Regions from separate parts of the Mus musculus genome. Here regions 2 and 3 are each linked to region 1. The links are chromatin contacts, called in public HiChIP or PLAC-seq and capture Hi-C maps. All regions are on one chromosome and are shown on one strand. Each heading gives the region's core, a stretch centred on a gene start, on an enhancer-like site or on the middle of the called end of the contact. The rest is flanking DNA. Distances are from core to core; before and after follow the strand shown. Region 1 has its middle 7.3 kb from the start of Gm35982. Region 2 has its middle 44 kb from the start of AY702102. Region 3 has its middle 52 kb from the start of Gm17619.

Evidence for each region. HiChIP or PLAC-seq counts read pairs in DNA pulled down with a chosen protein or histone mark. Capture Hi-C pulls out chosen DNA fragments and counts their contacts.
Region 2: a contact with region 1 is called in an H3K27ac HiChIP or PLAC-seq map of embryonic stem cells, with 6 times the contacts expected there. The contact joins two enhancer-like sites. A contact is called at or near these places in 1 of 39 promoter capture datasets (hippocampal neurons) and 1 of 115 datasets of contacts at active chromatin or transcription factors (embryonic stem cells).
Region 3: a capture Hi-C map of embryonic stem cells shows a contact between it and region 1, with 4 times the contacts expected there. The contact joins two enhancer-like sites. A contact is called at or near these places in 1 of 39 promoter capture datasets (embryonic stem cells) and 1 of 9 other capture datasets (embryonic stem cells).

The regions. Positions count from the first base shown.
Region 1 is chr2:172,566,284-172,570,449 of GRCm38.p6, forward strand. No RefSeq gene overlaps it. Among named protein-coding and RNA genes, the nearest start is that of Gm35982, 7.3 kb to the right of the region's middle. Within about 2 kb of position 1,903, at least 14 of the 459 cell types and tissues checked have an H3K27ac peak or open chromatin away from gene starts, as enhancers often do. A contact at or near this core is called in embryonic stem cells, where this site is marked.
Region 2 is chr2:169,917,071-169,921,236 of GRCm38.p6, forward strand. It overlaps a transcript of Tshz2 not described here. Among named protein-coding and RNA genes, the nearest start is that of AY702102, 44 kb to the right of the region's middle. Within about 2 kb of position 2,356, at least 16 of the 459 cell types and tissues checked have an H3K27ac peak or open chromatin away from gene starts, as enhancers often do. A contact at or near this core is called in embryonic stem cells, where this site is marked.
Region 3 is chr2:170,243,986-170,248,151 of GRCm38.p6, forward strand. No RefSeq gene overlaps it. Among named protein-coding and RNA genes, the nearest start is that of Gm17619, 52 kb to the left of the region's middle. Within about 2 kb of position 1,901, at least 58 of the 459 cell types and tissues checked have an H3K27ac peak or open chromatin away from gene starts, as enhancers often do. A contact at or near this core is called in embryonic stem cells, where this site is marked.

The DNA of each region.
Region 1 (4,166 bases), core at 653-3,152:
CCTGCCTCTGCCTCCCGAGTGCTGGGATTAAAGGCGTGCCCAGCAATAAAGTAATTCTTAAAATTTTACAAAGATACAAACTAGGAACTAAGAAGATTTCCACTCAAATATGGGGGTCTGAGTTCAAATCCCAGCACCTGTGGTACCTGTGGCTGATGGACTAAAGTTCTCGTGCTCAGGAGGTGGAGATTTAGGTCCCCTGAACAATCTGTCTAGATAGGATAGCTGAATCGCAAGGTTCAGTTGAGACACCCTGACTCAAGGTTTAAATCAAAATCCAGGAAGACACCAGACATCAACTTCAGGCCTCCACATACGTGACTGTTATATGCACAGGCCTGCACATATGACCACATGCATGAAAGCACACATACATATGCATGCATACCACACACACATGGGAAAAAAAAGTTAAACTGAAGCAGGCTTAGAAGCCTATGCCTGCAGTGCTAGCTACCAGGAAGGCTGAGGCAGGAGGATGATTACTTGAGCCAGAAATTACAAATCAGCCTGGGAACATAATCCCTTATCTAAAAAAAAAAAAAGAGGAAAATCAGAAATGGTGGCCCATGCTTTTAATCCCAACAATCAATCAGGATGCAAGGCAGGAAGATTCAAGGTCAGCCATGACTTCATAGCAAATTCCAGGCTAGCTGGGAGAGCCTATCTGAAAACCGAACCAGGAGTTGGGGGTGGGGGTGGGGTGTGTGAACCAGACAAACACAGTTTGGTGTGGCGATGAACAACTTTAATCCCAGAATTCAGAGTCAGAAGCAGGTGGGCCTTCGTGAATTTGAGACCAGCCTGGTCTACAGAGTGAATTCCCTGACGGCCAGGACCACACGGGGGGGTGGGGGGGGTTCAGAACCAAAACCAAACCAAACCAAACTAATCAAACAAACAAAAAACCCAAACCTAAGCCGGGCGTGGTGGCGCACGCCTTTAATCCCAGCACTCAGGAGGCAGAGGCAGGCGGATTTCTGACTTCGAGGCCAGCCTGGTCTACAGAGTGAGTTCCAGGACAGCCAGGGCTATACAGAGAAACCCTGCCTCAAAAAAAAAAACAAAAAACAAAAACAAAAAACAAAAAAACCCAAACCTACAAACAAGTCAGATATGGTGGAATATTCCTATAATTTCAGGGTTTAAGAGACACAAAGACATGACCATGAATTTAAAGATAGCCTGGGTTTCCTAGTTAGTTCCAGGACAGCCTTGGCTACATAGCAAGACCTTTTCACAAAGCAAAACAACACACCCAAGCAAGGTCAGGTGGGGGCTGGGATCGGGGAAGACTAAATTAGAACAAGCTGTACTCGGGGGCGGCGTGGTACTCCAATAATCCTAGCTCTCCGGAGGCAGAGGCAGGTGGATCTCTGAGAGTTTCAGGTCAGCCTGGTGTAATTAGTGAGACACTGTCTCAAAACCCAAAGAGCAGGATGATGAATTGCCAGACAAAGGGACAAAATAAAATGGACACGCGTGGTGGTTCCACAGAACAAAACCCAGGCCAGGCACAGCCAGCCTGTGAGTGGTGTAGTCATGAAACCTATTGAGAACACAGGTCTGGCCTTCCTCTCTCGGCAATTCTGGATGTCTTCCTGTGCGTTCCACAGTCTGGCCCACAGCCTGCACTAGTTTGAACTTGCTGGCTGTGGCCTGCAGTGTGAGCCGGTGTGCAGCCTCCCTTAGGAAAGTGGTGTTAATGAGCTGCCTTGTTGAGATGCGGTCTTGTGTAGCTCAGGCTAGCCAGGCCAGCCTTGAACTGCTGCAAACAGATGTGTCCCGCTGTGCCCAGTTTAAGAATTGCAGGTCACACTATCCGGACACTCCTGAGAGCTACACCCTCTAAGCATGGGGCTCTTAGAAGAGGGCAACCATCACCTGGTCTGCCTGCGGGCTCCAGGCTCCGTGAGGAGCAGGTGGTAGAATCGTTTGACTTCCCCCTGGCTGGTGTGTGGAAAGACAGCTTCTACGCTGCCTTCTGTGGCTGGAGAAACATGAGGCTGGCCTCTAGCTGGGAGCTGGCCTTGTTTGGGTCCAGCTGCCATGCCCCCTGTCTGGCTAACTTTGAGTGTGCTCAGGCAGGGTTCTGACATCCTCTCTGGCAGTTGCAGTCCCGGCTCAATTTCACAGAGCTGCGCTGCCCATCCCCTAGCCCTGCAGCGACGATGTGGTTGGAAGCCATTACTCCACAGTAAATTCTCCAAGACCAGGTTGTAGGAGGCTTCGGGATGTGCTGGGTTAGCATGCAGAGAATCCTGGGTTCCATCCCCAGTGTGGAATAAACTGGGTGTGGTGGTTGTTAAATTTCAGACCTGCGACAAGCAGCTAAGGTGTCTATTTAACATATCAAAACTGACCTGGCTTCCAGGTTTTCCCAGCACCACTCCATACCCAAGAGTCACAGGGTATGGTTGGAATGCCCTGCCTTCTATCCACTCCCAACTCTGCAGCTCAGGGTACTGCTGCCACTCCCCAGAGGCTCTTTCCTGTATCATCCAGCCATTGTGGTTAGCCATCTTTTTTTTTTTTTTTCAACCATTTGCCCACTTGGCTGTTACACCTGGTTCCCCTCTCCCTTCCCTTCCCCTCCCCTTCTCCTCACAGAGCTCAGGGTCATGTCCACGCTGGACTCTCCCAGATGTCCCTGCCTCTCCTCTACCACACCCAGCAACCAAGTCTTCCTTTTTCTTTTCTTTTGCTCATTCAGTAACACACACCTGTGATCATAGCACTTGGAAATAGAAACAGGACGATTGGGAGTTCAAGATCAGCCTGGGCTATGTGAGACCTTGTCTCAACAAACAAACAAACATACGAAAAAACAAAGTCAAGACCAAATGATGCAGGTTAGGTGTGGGACTCGTGGCTGCTCAGGGTCTATTTGAGGTCATCAGCCTTCCAGGCTGGGCACTAAGTGGCAGAGGACTCTCCAAGACAGTCAGAGCTGCTGGGGTTCAGGACTTAGAGGGGAAGCGCCCAACAGGACTCTGGGGATGTGGTCAGTGTAGACTTCTAGAAAGAAGGGACATTTCCCCAAGCCCCAAATGGCAATTGTACCCAGGTACAAAATCCAGGGCTCTGGGGCTGAAGTAGCTGGTGAGTGGAACAGACAAGACACATGAGGCCACATCCCCTCATAGAGCTTAATGACTTGGTAGAGGGCTTGGATTTTTTTTTTTCCCACCTGCAATGGCTTTAAGTAGAGCAGGGTTCTTTGCTGCTGCTGTTGTTGTTGTTATTGTTATAGTTCTTTTTCGTTGTTGTTGTTATTGTTGTCGTTGTTTTTCAAGACAGGGTTTCTCTGTATAGCCCTGGCTGTCCTGGAACTCACTTTGTAGACCAGACTGGCCTCAAACTCAGAAATCTGCCTGCCTCTGCCTTCCAAGTGCTGGGATTAAAGGCGTGCACCACCATGCCTGGCATTGTTATAGTTCTTATTGTCTTGTTTTAATTGTCTTGTACATACCAGTCAAGAGTTTTCCCCATTGAGCTTTAACCATAGTTCTCCTCCTCTTCCTCCTCCCCCTCCTCTTCCCTCCTCCTCCTCCTCCCCCTCTCCCCTTCTTTCTCTTCCTCCTCCTCCTCTTCTTCCTCTTCCTTCTTCTCCTTTCCTCTTCTTTGTTTATAGAAAAGATCTCACTAAGTTGCCCAGGCTAGCTCTGTAGCCCAGGCTAGCTCTGTAGCCTAGGAAAGACTTGAACTTTTCCTTCCTCCTGCTTCAGCCTCCAGGATGGCTGGGGTGAGCGATCTGTACCGTGAAGCTCAGCCCAAAGCAAGCTTAGCTTGCACTTATTTATTGTTAGTAAGACTCGAGCCCAGGCCCTGTGCTGCCATCGAACCCGGAACACTGAACTATACCCCAGCCCCTAATTTAGCATCTAAGCTGGTGATTCCAGTTGCTGAGGAGGAAACGGGTTGTGTTGACCACAAGGAAGCTGTCAGTCATTTGAAGAGATGGGGGGTGGGGTGGGGTGGGGTAGGGAGAGAGCATAGTGCCTGGTGTGTTTTGTTGGTAGAGTTGAGGGTCCCACTGCCAGGTTGGGTGTGAGACACCGTTAACACCTTCCAAGCAGTTGTAAACAAAATACATTGGCTTCTGGAATTTGGCTCCAAGGGATGACTGAGGGAGGCCGCCCTGATCTACGCTCCTTCTAGCAAAA
Region 2 (4,166 bases), core at 1,106-3,605, 2.6 Mb before region 1:
TACACTCTGAACTCACTCTTCTGGCCATGGTCAACATCCTATGGTTTTAGTTTCCATTTTTACACAGTATTGATGATGGGGGTGGGGGGCTATTCTTAAGGATCTTCAAGCTAATATCTCACTAGCGACCTAACAGTTTGACTGGAGTAAAGTTCATGACAGGTGAGACGACGAGGCCTTCTGCAGACATCAGTGTTTTCCTGCTTAAGCTGACTGGCTCTTGCTGAACCTTTAACGTTTCTAATGGCTCCTTTTTTTTTCACCCCCTCTAAGAATGTCTCAAAATAGGAAAGCTTTCTGTTCTATGAAAATATGTCAGACCTCTTCCCATCATCTGTCAGAGCAGTTTACACTCGTCAGTGTCCCCACTAATTTGTGGGCGTCATAAAAAAAAATCTACACAGCCATTGCCAAGAGGCTGATCTTAGCAAGCGCTGAGTCGCAGACATCGTGTAAAAGCCAGGATGTAGACAGATTTCTGGATGTTCCCCAGTGTCGGGAGTCAGTCGCTGGTCAGTAAGGCTGAGGTTGATATTGATGGTCAGGTTCTTGTTTACGGAAATTCTTTTCCCATCTGTGTTCTGGTCGCAGGGTAGGTGACTGAGTTGTCTGGGTATCTTCTGCACGCTCCTGCGTGTGCATGCGTGTGCATGTCTGTATATATGTGGTGCTTGTATACGGGTCCAAGCTTTTTACATGTGTGTGTATGTATTCAGGTCTCCTACAGCACCTGGGACACTCCTTGATTTAGCTTGGTTGGCTGGCCATGAAGCTCCAAGACTCCTCCTGTATCCACCTCCCTAGTGTTGAGATTGCAGTAACTCTGCAGACAGTGTTTATGTGGGAGCTGGGGGGGGGGGGCTCCTCACGCTTGGGCACCAAACAGCCCACTATCTCCCAGCACCTAGTCTAATGCAGTAGATCCACACAGTGACTCATTCCACATGTGTGTTCAACGGCTACGACGGCCAGAACTTGAGATAGTTCAAGTCTTCCGGAAATCGTAGTAGAGCTGCTTCAAGAAGGTTACGCCCAGTCCAAAGAAGCAGCTTGGAGAAGAACAGGGAGAAATGCCATGCTGGCCCAGGTCAGCTTCTGCGCTCAGGGTATCCAGGCACCTGTCGTTACACAGTGGGCGAGACTGAAAGGAACGGAGCTTAGCTGAGTGGGTGGGTTAGCGGGACTCAGATGGTGTGAGTGGGGGAGAAATAGCCTTCTCTGGAGATGGTTTTCAGCGAGAAAGCTCTCTTTATCTGAGGGTCAGCAGGGGCTATATAAAGCTTAGGGAGTGGGTAGGGGTTTTACAGTGAATAAGCATCATTGGCTGAGGCTGAGGTTCAAGAATGCTTCATTTACATGCGCTTGCTGGGCACGTCCTAACAGAGAGAGAGGAAGTTTAACCTATACTTCGGCCACCAGGCTACAGGACTATCTCAAGGGTGGTGGAGGTGAAGGTCATAAGGCTTCCATGTAGTGGACATACAGGCCCAAAGCAAGGGGAAGACAGCACTGCGCCTGCAGGGCTCGGGACAAAATTTTCAGGGTTTGGAAACGGCCTCATTCTTGCTCCAGACTGGTTTCCCAGTCACATGACTTTCCAGCCCCACAGTGCTGCTTCAGGCAGGTTTAGGGAAGACTTGCCCAAAGAGGAAGATCTGAACTAAAAACAGAACAAAAGAGAAAAACAGCGAATAGTGATGTCAGGGCATGCTCTAGGGCCTTGTTTTTTAAATGATCTTACAGCAACAGGAGAGGCCGTTCATTCAGGCTGGGGTGTACCACAGTGAAACCTAAGGATTTTCTAATTATTTTTAATTATGACTTCCATTTATATCTTCTATAAATTACAAGAGTTCCAATTGGTCTGACGACAAGGGTTATCGATTTTTTAGACTTGAGAATTAACTACCAATATTTAAAAACCCAAGAAATGGAGTTAAATACATAGATTTCCAACTTCTCAAACTCTTGGGGAAGGCCCACCTTGCCACATAGACTCCCTGGAGCTAAGGACCGTGGTCCCTTTGCATAGGGTACACTTTCTCCAGTTAACTGCCATCCCCACCTCTCCCTGCTTCATATAACCTACTATTTACATATTCAAATGTCTGCATCATGAGTCTAAATTAGTGAGTACAGTAGCACAGATAAAGGCTGAAGGGACTCTGGCCAGCTGGAGCAACTTGCCTCTGGCAGTCCTTGCCCTTCTCCCCCATTCCCTCTGCCTCCCTAAAAACCATTAGATTACATTCCTAAAGCCAGCCACCAAGGTCTATTCCCTTATTTGGCCACTTCCTCCTCCTGAGGCTGACTATCAAGGTCCAGCAATCAAAGTATTGAAGTCCAGCAATGAAAAAGCCCCTTTTGACTCACCTAATTAACATGCCAAATCAAAACCTAGCACAGCCTCCTAGGCCATTCTAACAGCCCTTCTCCTTTTCTCTTCTTAGACGTTGCACCTGCAAGGTCATTTGCCGGTCTGTGTCTGCCAGAGCCACAGAGAGTGGCCGCTCTAACTTTTCTTCCCCCCTTTAATAAAGAATCTCTCTGTGAAAACAAGTGTTTGGGTGTGGCCTGTGCCTAATTCAGGTATAAAAGGAAGCTCCCCTCCCACCCCTGAGACACACACACACACCGAACCACTATGCTGGGATCTCCTTCAAAGGCTATTGCCCTTTGACTATCTCTTGGGATGAGTTCATAGCCCATTAAAACATTTGCCTCACACATAAAGCCCTGGGTTTAATTCCCAACACTACAGAGTCTTGTATAGTCCGTGATGACTCTGACTCCTGATTCTCCTCCTTCCATCCCCCGAGTTGTTCTAGGCCTGGACCACCACACCCAGTTCATGTGGTCAGGAGATCAGCCCGGGATTTATGCACGCTGGGCATGCACACCACCAACGGAGCTACAGCCCCGTTCTTCAGCTTTCTTTTTATTTAACAAACAGTCATAGTGTGTCTGGTATATAAAAGTGAATGTGCTAAGAAAAAAAAAACAGAAATTCAGAGTTAAAAGATACAAGCTTGTCTCTAGAAGCTCACAGATTTCTGGGAAGAAAAACTATAATTATAACAGTACCCTTTAAACACATATTCTATGTAGTCAAAACACTCTGAGATCTGTTGCCTCATCTGGTCCCTCCGGAAACATAAGTATATTGGCTAGTTTTATGTCAACTTGACCCAAGCCAGGGTCATCTGGGAAGAGGCTGTCTTAACTGAGAAAATGCTTCACATAATTGGCCAATAGGAAGTCTATAGGTCATTTTCTTGATTGATGATGAATGTTGGAGATCCAAGCTCATGTGATTAGTTCCACCCCTGGACAGGTGGCCCTGGGTACTGTAAGAAAGCAGGGAGAGCAATTCACGGAAAGCCAGTCTCCTCCAGGGCCTCAGTTTCAGTTCCTGACGCCAGGGTCCTGCCTTGAGTTCCTGCCCTGACTCCCTGGGATTCGGGACTTGGAGCTGTAAGCTGAGATAAGTGGCTTTGTATCATGGTGTTTTAGCTCAGCAATAGAAACCCCAACAGAGACACTCTGGGAAAGCAAACCAGAGTACCGCTGGTGTCAGGCTGGGCGTTTGTAGAAAAATGGACCTGGGTAAGTGAATGTGTTTGCTTAGATGACAAAGCAGCTGAGCCAAAGGAGAGAGAGTCAAACCTCGGGTACTCAGTTCCTCCGGGTTCTCTGCCTGACTCACCTAACACAGTGCTATCCTAGTCAGGAGTTAGCAGACCTGGCTGTCTGCCTGTTTTATAAATAAAGTTTTATTGGGACTCAGCCGTACCACTTGCTTTCATATGTCATGGTTGGTTTTACGCTTTAATGTTAAGGCTCTCAGGATTGCAGTGGGGACTACATACACCCAGGAAAACTAAAATGCCTTTTATTTATCTCTTATGCGAGCTTTTACCAACCTTTGGCCTACATGGTAGATGCTTATTTAGGGTGAGCTTGAGGGATGAAGCAAAGCCACGTGGTTGCTCCCCCTTGAGGAGCTAAAGGAAAGGCCACAGTCCACACAGCAGCCCATGGAACCCCCGTCAAAAACACACAGAGCAAAATCAGATCTTCAGTTAGGCTTTGACGTTCCATGTCACAGAATCTCTATCACGCAACAAGAAAAAAAACTTATTATATTGTGGATGTAAATATCACTC
Region 3 (4,166 bases), core at 651-3,150, 2.3 Mb before region 1:
AATTACAGTTATGAGCAATGTAAGTCATTTTATGGTTGGGGGTCCCAACAGCGTGAGGAACTGCTTTAGAAAGGTTGAGAACCACTGTTGTACATTCTCATGTCTCCAAGGCTAGCCTCTAAGTTGCTATGCAGCTCAAATGAGCTTGGGTTTTAAGCTTGGGTTTCTGCTGCCTGCCTCTGCTTCTCCAGATGGTTATGTCCATTTCCACTACGTCTCGTTTGTTTTTTGTTTCTGGTTTTTTTTTTTTTTTTTACTGAGACTTGGACCCAGGGCATCATGCGTGTTAGGAAATATTCTGCCAACTGAACTACATCTCCAGCCTGTTTTTTTCAATTCTTGGTTTTCCTTTTGCAACAGGATCTTGCTACGTTTCCTGGCTGGCCCCAGGCTCACTCTGTAGACCAGGCTGGCCTTGTGCTTTCAGTAATCTCCCTGTCTCTGCCTCCTGAATGCTGAAATCACAGGAATGAATTACTATGTCCAGCTTACACTGGGAAAACTTCTGAGTTCAGGCATGACGTGCCTCCTCTCCTAGATGGGAAGGAAGCTGCCCTGTAGGCTACCCAGTGCTAGTCTGAGCATCTTCCTGTGTATATCTAACTTCCTTAGAAAGACCTTTCTGTGGCCCATTTAGCTCTTGGCTCCCTCCCTTCTTAGAGACAAGGTCTCATTATGTAGACCAGGCTGGCCTCAAATATCCACCTGGCTCTACAGGGATCAAAGGTATGTACAGGGATCAAAGGTATGTGTCACTATGCCTGGCTTGCCTCTCCTCCTTTTTAGGACCTTTTTTTTTTTTTTGTGGTACTCCACAAAATCCAATTTATTATTATTTAGAAAATGATTTATTGATTCTTTACCCCTAGAAATATAAACTCCTTGCCAAACACATTCACTTTAGTATTTATCCTCTGATCCTAGTATGATGCCTGGTATATGTTAAAGCCGTATATGAACTCTCTGAGTCAATTATTAAGGGCTGGGATATATAGCTTAGTGGCAGAGTGCTTGCTTAGCATGCAAGAGGCCCCAGGTTCAATCCCCCACACCACAGTTGTGTGAGGGCGCGCGCGCGCGCGCGCACACACACACACACACACACACACACACACACAATCTGTGAATTCATCATTAACTCTGGGAATGTAGTCACAGGCAGGTGACCAGTATTTGATTGTAGTCAGTTTGATTTATAGGCAGGTGGCTTTTATTTGTTTCCTGTGCAAGGGTTGCCTTTCTGTGGAATGATAATGCCCAAATGTTTGTGCTGTGTGTGCTAAGAGCATGGAGTGGAAATGCCAGTTGATTCCAGATAGAGTCATTCATAATGGACCTTTATTATTTCTCCTCCTCCTCCTCCTTCTCTTCCTCTTCCTCCTCTCCCTCCTTCTCCTGTTCCTCCTCCTCCTTCTCCTTCTTGTTATTTATATGTATTTGTGTTTCTGTGTATGTGAATATGCCTAAATAGGTCACCTGGAGCTGGAGTTACAGGCAGTGCGGTGGGTGCTGTGTGCTGTGTGCTGGGTGCAGGACTCAGGTCCTTTGCAGGAACAGTAAGTACACACTCTTTTTAGCTAAGCCATCTCTCCAGCCTCATTTTTCCCCCCTCCTGAGGTAGGGTCTTAATACTAAATACCCAGGCTGGCCTGGAACTTTTGGCAATCCTCTTACCTCAGGTCCCCTCAATGGCTAGATTACAAGCATGAGCCACCATACCCTGCTTGATTGTCCCTTTAAACCCATGAATGGGTCAGAATTCCTCCAGCTCCTGTCAATATCGATAGGGGTTACAGTCTGAGACCACTTACCCCGCTTTATTCTCCCACAGGCTTCTCCTTTGTTCCAGTAAGTATCTCTTCGCAGCAGGCTGGCACACAGGAGATGATTAACATATCAATGGGAGGATCTCTTTGGGATCCAGAATTTGGTCTAAAGTTTTCCTCTTAGAAGCTGCCCAGGCATGCCTGTATATGGATTGTCTGTAATTACCCCTTAAAACAATGCCTGTGCCCAAATAAAAAAATTTAATCAGTGATGCCCCTGGACCTGTGCCTGAATAAAAGATTAACCAAGGAGCTCTCTGCTTGTGCTGAGACTTATACTTCAAGCCCTGCCCTGACTTGGCCCAGCAATGCCTGGCTCATTCGTCCCCACACCCGAGAGGTTTGGATTCAATGCCTCAAGAAAAATAGCTGTTGGTCACCACAGCGTGAAGCTTAATCAAATTTGTCTTCATGAATTTAGTGTTCTGACTCACCAGCGTGGGAGTGGGGGCTGATGTCAGGAGACACATCTCCGGATACCCGATCATTTGGCGGGTGAGAGTGGCATCGTGAAACATGGAAGCCGGAGAACTCGGAAGTTGGGGATGCCTGTAGGATTTCTTTTCCGTCCTCTTAGCTTTAGGCATTGACAAATGATGCACCGTTATCTGTCACCCCAGTATCACCCAGAGTCAAGACAGTGACTTAAACTGAACTATGGCACGGTTCAGGAGCAGTTCTGTGCTTTTTGTTTTGGTTACAAACTCCTTTTTCCTTTCAGGGGACAAGAAGACATAGGAGGGCGCCCTGGTTTGCCTTCCTGGTGCTGTGATAGACACCTTAACCAGAGGAAGTAACTTGGGGAGGCGAGGACCCTGCTTTCATTTACATCTTCATAGCTTGTTGGCTAAGCAGGCTGGCTGTGCAGATGAAGCCCCTGTTAGCACTCTCTGGCTCTCCTGGAAATTACCAACTGCACCAATGACTCTCCATCCGCAGCCCTGTTCTCTCCTCTTTGAGCCTTCCTGGCATCTCCCTGTTCTTCTCATGGATGCTCTTTCCCCAGCTCCCTAACAGCAGCATTCAGCAAGCTGTCATTCCTCTGAGAACCTGACACACAGTCCCAGCCCCAGTGCCTGCTTCCCCTGTTTGTGCAGCCCCTTTCCCTGTTTTTATAGCTTTGTGGTAATGAACAGGATCTGTGTCTGTCTGTCTTCCCTTCTCCAATTTTTTCTGCCTGTCTGTCCATCTGTCTGTCCTCTATCTCCCCACCCTCCAACTCCTTCCAGTGTTTCACTGTATAGCCCTGGCTGGTCTGGAACTTACTATATATACTATGCTGCCCTGGAACTCATAGAGATCCTCCTGCCTCTGTCTCCTAAATGCTGGGATTAGGACTAGATATTTCTATTGCCTGTTTTGTTATCAAAATTGTATTTGAAGAGGGCCTCACCCATTGATATATAGTGTTTACATGGCCCACACTGTGTGGCTGTGTGGTCCCTCTAACTGAGATATTCACTTCCTGGCCTTTTGAATGATGATGGTGGTGGCAGTGGTGGAGGAGGAGGAGAAAAAGGAGGAGGAGGAGGAGCAAGAGAAGGAGGAGCAAGAAGAGGAGGAACAAAAGGGGGAAGAAGAAGTGGAGGAGGAGGAAGAAGAGGAGGAGCAAGAGGAGGAAGAAGAGGAAGAGGGAGAGGGAGAAGGAGGAAGAGGAGGAGGAGGAAGAGGAAGAAGAAGGAGGAGGAGGAGGAGGAAGAGGAAGAAGAAGGAGGAGGAGGAGGAGGAAGAGGAGGAGGAGGAAGAAGAAGAAGATGAAGAAGAAAAAGGAGAAGGAGAAGGAGAAGGAGAAGGAGAAGGAGAAGGAGAAGGAGAAGGAGAAGGAGAAGGAGAAGGAGAAGGAGAAGAAGAAGAAGAAGAAGAAGAAGAAGAAGAAGAAGAAGAAGAAGAAGAAGAAGAAGAAGAAGAAGAAGAAGAAGAAGAAGAAGAAGAAGAAGAAAGCAGCTTCCTGGTTCAGTATAGAGATGAACCCTCTAGGCTATGAGTCACCAGCCTACATTCGAATCCCAGCTGTAACTCTTATTGCTCTGCCACCCTGGTTACACATCCAGGAGCTCTGACTCAGAATCCCTCCCAGCTGGTGCAGAAAAACATGACCACACCTCGCTAACTGCTTTGAAGTGCTCCTGAGGGCTCCCCTATGCTTGATGTCTTAGATTATGATCCTAGCAGATCTTTTCTGTTCTTATTTTTTAAAAAAAATGAAACACAGAACAATCTGGGCAACCACCTTTCCTGTCTTAGGGACAAAATTCATAGCATCCCGGTTGAGTCAGAGCAACTCAGGAGGTCTTCGATGACAGACTGTGGGGCTGTCTTTGATCTATTCTGGACACTCTG